Linked DNA regions of Arabidopsis thaliana: region 2 is linked to region 1. A link is a contact called in public targeted proximity ligation data. All regions are on one chromosome and are shown on one strand. The core of a region is the stretch at or near the end of the contact, and the rest is flanking DNA. Distances in the headings are between cores, read along the strand shown. Region 1 holds the start of AT1G72430 (SAUR-like auxin-responsive protein family). Region 2 holds the start of LOX4 (PLAT/LH2 domain-containing lipoxygenase family protein).

Region 1 (2,914 bases), core at 372-2,871:
TTTTTAATACAACTAATCGAAAATTTCTCTTAAATTAAGTTTCTAACCTTTTTAGTAATATTTAATCTAATCCAAAAAAATGAATTTCTAAAAGTATCACACCTTAGAATATTAAGTAATACATGTTGCTACCTTTATATAATTAAGTTATAGCATAACTCGATTTATGCTAATCATTGCAATGATTACGAATCGGAAGTAATTAGTATTCCTAAATTCAGATTGCTTGTTTGTTTCGTGTGATGCCAGTATGTATATGCTGCATATATGCGCGTATCATTTTCCTTTCTTCAAATCTTCAAAAATTCTCTAAGATCTTCACTATTCAAAAATAAAATATTTCACTCTTGATCAAATTGTAGGTCTGGTTTGATGTTTTACTAGCTACATAAGTACATTAAGATAAAGATAGTTATCTAATGTTTAATGATGAGAGAGTACTATATTACTATTTTATTTCTTTTGCTATAAACAAGTACTATATGTTCGACCATTTATAAAAAAGAAGTATCTAAAAATTCCTTAAATGATTAGCTTACCATCCACAACTTTTTTTGTTCGATAAAAGACAGACGGTAAGGTAAGGTCTTCTCCACCTAATTTCTCGGAAATGCCAAACTAACTTTATGAAAAGAATGAGCAATATTTATGATTATGCATTTGCACTAGATAAAAGGACTGTGTCTTGTCGAAAAGAGCATAATATGCTTGTGGTTAGTTTTTGCATCCGTCAATAAAACCTAATTACCGTGTAAATTATATGAGTTTACGAGTTTAATTTTATAGTATGCTTTTTGAATGTTCATATCTAATTTATGTTCTTAATATGAAATGAAGAAAATCGAAGGTAAATCGACAGATGAAGACCATACTTGTTTTCTATAGTACATGATAATATGAACGACAAAAAATTAGCATTATCGGGTAATATTGAACAAAATTGTGGACAAGATGTAATCGTTATCTAAAAAACATCGCTCTTTGTCCGATCATTAGACAACAACACGCAATAAGAGGTTGCCTACACATCTCTACTCACCGCACGTATATGTATATATCTACAAATTATTATATACTATAAGACATCATAATATACAAAATACAATTTAAAAAAAAATTATACAACAAACATGAATGTTTATCAAGCAAGCATTTCCAAAACTGGATTTGTGGTGTCTGACATTTATGTAGGCAAAACAAAATGTCACAGGTAAGAGAAATAGTGTGTATATATAGTATCAAATATATATAAAAAGGAAAAAAAATTGTATCAAATAATTTAATAGTTTTGTTATGTTAAATTAGATAAAATGTTATTTATTATGTATTTTTTATTGATATATATATATATATATATTTAGCCAAATAAATTAATGGTGTAATGATCACTTGTTATATCTGTTTTTTTTAATAGAACGTATTTATCAGTTTTTTCGTAGACCGTATCATTCCCTCATCCATCTATCATAATTTTACAATATTTTTCTTATCAGCAAGTGTAATTTGTAACATGAAAATAAATGAATGAATATGGCAAAATTTATTACAAAATTAAAATTATTACGAATCTCAATATATAATTACAAGATACAACAAAAAAGAAAGAAAAAACAATGGGCAAAAAACGATACTAGTTTTGCCATTTATGTCCTCATCTCTCTTAGCTGTTATGCATCAATCGGTGGGTCATGCACCTATACGTTCTCTCTCTATCTCACTCAATATATATACACGAACCTTCCTCGTTATTTCCTCCCAAGAACATCTCTCAAACATTCCTCTCTTCTTCTTCCAATATTTTGATCCCCACACACACTCACATCAACACATATAAATCTCCTCGTAAACCCTAAACCCTAGCTAGTTTCAACAACTCTCTTGTTCCAACCCCAAGAAAAAAGTTCAATTTCGTTAGCAATGGCCAAAGTTGGGAAGCTGACAAAGCTTAAGTCGGCTATGAAGAAATGGCCTTCTTTCGCCAAGAACCACCACCACTCAACCTCCTCAGCCGCTGTTTCCGACGAACTCTCAGAAGACAACAATCTCCATGTGGTTTACGTTGGTCAAACTCGAAGACCTTACATGCTTAGACCAGACATCATCTCTCACCCACTCTTTCAAGAACTCGTGGATCGGTCTTCTTCTAGATCCATCGAACAAGATCGTGAGATTGTTGTAGCTTGTGAAGTCGTTTTGTTCGAGCACTTGCTGTGGATGCTCAAGTCTGGTCAAGAAGGAGGATCCGTTGAAGAATTGGCTGAGTTCTATACTTATTGACATCGACCGATTGATTTTATACATTTATTTCGTATAATATATACCTTTTTTGTTGTTGTTTGTTGTTGCTGATTTGTATTTTCATTCGATGCGGTGTGTGATCAAAACGTGATCTCGTAAACCATGTCATTTGCTTCCGTTTTTCTGAGCAATTTTATGATGATGATGAGCATATGTAGTTTTCTTACTTTGTTAAGACCAACCAAGAATAAATTTCTACTAACAACAATCTTTATATATATTTTCCTTCAAAATGTATTTCAGTACCTATATTAATTGTAATATACATAAAAAAAGAATGCAATGATTTCAAGAAAACAAACTAAGTTTTCTGGTAGGTTTTGTTTCTATATTTATTTTATTATGGCGGTTTTGTAAACTTTTGTTTCTATTTTCGTAACGTATCTTTCTCATATGAGTCATGAGTCTCATGACATAATAAAGAAGGCCTTTGATGATGTTCGATAAACAAAAGTTGGTTGAATATGATGAGTCCAATTCATTTATTTTGCTTTATATAAACAAAATATGACTAGCAATGATTTCTATCATCGATATTCATTTTTTTTTTTTTTTGCGTATCATTTGTATGGTGTCAGTTTCAAATCTATTTTTGTGTGTGTATAAAATAGAAAAT
Region 2 (2,700 bases), core at 81-2,580, 43 kb before region 1:
TTGAAGACCGGCCGGTTCGACAGCGTCTAGGGTAAGGAAATTCACGGCCACCAAGTGTGGGACGGGCTAGTTCACGTGATATGTCCGGATTTCCTATGTCGTTGTACACATCATAATCGTAGATTCTGTCTGATAATTTTCTTTCTCCTTTACCATTTCCTCTTAGATTCTCCAATTCTTTCTCCCTTAATGTTCTTAGACCGGACGGTGTCTCGCTCGGCAAGTAAGGCTGCGGAAGAAAATTTTCAACAACAGTTAATTTTTCAATCCAAGATATGTAGTTGGACGTCACATTTGTTAATTAAGACCAGTCTTGGATATTTGGACCCACCATGACATGACTATATGATATTCACAAATTCACATTAAATGTGATTTTGCTTATGCTTTAGTCAAGATTTAATTAATTACCTGATTAGTGAAGAGAATTCGTTTGGATGGATGGTCTTTTTGAGATTGGACCCAAGAGTTGCAGGGGAAGTGAACAGGGCCACATGCGAAACCCTCGATGGTGATGCTCTCAAGAAAGAACTCTTTTTGGTGTTTGTTGGTCACGGTGATGGCTCCCGGAGAACCAAAGGCTGAATCCACCGTGAACTCGGCCGTGTAATGGACTCTTTCCGCCTTTGAATTTGATTTCTTTGACCAATCTTTCAAAACTGCCGCTTTACTCTTCTTTGGCTCATTCGTTTCTGTTACAAAAAGTTTGACAAAAAATTTGGGTAAATTAGTCCAAGTTAAAAAAATAAAAAAACTTTGACCCAAACCCATGTTAAATTAGACGACTTAAAAATACCCACAGTGAAAATTAGTAATGACTTACTTGGATCAACTTGGGTACTCATAAGCTCCAAGACAACGTTTCTACCAATTTTATCAGTAAAAGCATCCAAATGCTTAACCAAAGTTTCTTTAAAATCCTCTTTGTTTTTGTTCCTCACCGTCGCAACTGCTCTCACCTTAAACTTCACCGACTTCTCCTCTTCTTCCTCCTTCTCTTGTTTTCTACCGACAGTGCTAATACGCAGCGTTTTAACCAAATCCTCGCTGATGGCCGCTACAACGCCGCTTGAGTTAACGGCTCTCATAGGTCTCGGATCAAAAGGGTTGATGGAGAACTGTGTTCTCTGTGTCTTCTTCTTGATGGAGAAACGCGAATGAAACGGAGACGCAAGTGATGATGATCTCTCGAAGATTAGACGAGAACCCATTATCTCATTAGCTAAAGCCATTTTAAAAAGAATTAGTTAGTTGATGATATGGTAGATATAAAGTTGAAGCTTCAAGACTGAGTTTGAGAGCTTTCTTTATTTGGTTGCGTTCTGATTACAAATAATAATCGGCAGGTGACAGCTATTTATATGCCTTGAGAAAGAGAGAGCAAAAGGGAAGACCGAAAGAGAGCTTTTCGCCGTCCACACGTTTTTTTAATTGGAATATTCGTTGTTACTTGTTTTTCTTTCGTCAATCATATTTTTATAACTTTGCTAACAAAAAAATTAAAACGCGAATTTTTCAAAACTTGTTGTTAGATTTTCTGAATAATACGGACACTTTAATGTTCAACGTAACTACGTAAGGTAACTTTCCAACACTTTTACTCAAAACAAAAGAAATATTGCTACCTTCTAAAAAAGAAAGACTTGCATCACCATATATTTTGCTTTAGCAAAAGATTTAGAGTTTTTTTCAAACCAAAATAAAATAAAAAAAGGTCTTTACGAAAAAAAAGAAAAAAAAATCTTCTAGTTTGAGTCAAACTGAGTTCCGAGTCAGACACGAACGCGTCTAAAAACGTTAAGGAAGCAAACGAGAAAGTGTTAAATAATGGACTCGCGGATTCTCGTTTGATTGTTGAATGACAAATATTACCCCTGATCTTTCCGGAAATGGTGATCATATCCCGTTATCGTCTAATAAAGTTGACATTGCCTTTTACTTTATAATATATATAAAAAAAACACCACAAGTGAAGTAAATCTATAATTCGAACATCGGATATTGAAGATCGGTTTGTGTGATAGTTTAATAAAACAGTCCATTTGATATCTACGAATAAAACTTTAAAATAATTTTAAAAGTAACCGGAAATGGTGATTATATCTTGTGATCGTCAAAGAAAGATGATCATGTCGGATAGTGCTATCAGTATAATCAGTTAAATCACATGAATTTTTTCATAAGAAAAAGCTTGTTTCGAAATCGATTATTGTTTTTTTTTTCTTGTAGAAATCAATAAGTTATATTTACACATAACATGTGGGTTGATTTATGAGATGATATCATCAATCAGATCAATTATACGGTAGATTTACCGTTTGGTTAAGTATATACAATTAATGTTTTTGTAAATTGTGTTATTAATCCATTTTACTTTATAATTTTCTCCGAATCAATAATATCTAGATCCCCTTTTATTTAATATATTATCCCTTTCAAGTTTAAAACAAAAAAATTGTATTAAGATGTTATATAATGCAAACACTAATCAGAACCCAAAGTTATATTCGTGATGTACCCATCGTCATAAATCATAAAACTAAGATGATATACATTCATGCATACAAGATGACGTTTCAAATGTCCAAAAACCTTTCAGTTTGTTTTCATATATATCTCGTTTTTTCTCTGATTAATATTTCGTCTTATTTTAAAAGTTATCAAGGTATCTGATTCTTGTAAGAAATTCTTCCATATCAA

What was found.
Region 2: a contact with region 1 is called in a targeted proximity ligation map of shoot, with 10 read pairs. A contact is called at or near these places in 2 of 26 Hi-C or Micro-C datasets (callus and root) and 1 of 2 datasets of targeted methods (shoot).

The regions. Positions count from the first base shown.
Region 1 is chr1:27,264,513-27,267,426 of TAIR10.1, reverse strand. AT1G72430 (SAUR-like auxin-responsive protein family) reads left to right here and starts at 1,621. Exons shown (of 1, transcript NM_105902.4): 1 at 1,621-2,825. The coding sequence starts at 1,918. The coding sequence ends at 2,277.
Region 2 is chr1:27,307,143-27,309,842 of TAIR10.1, reverse strand. It overlaps LOX4 (PLAT/LH2 domain-containing lipoxygenase family protein), which reads right to left and starts at 1,330. Exons shown (of 6, transcript NM_105911.5): 1 at 824-1,330; 2 at 412-692; 3 at 1-229. The coding sequence starts at 1,232.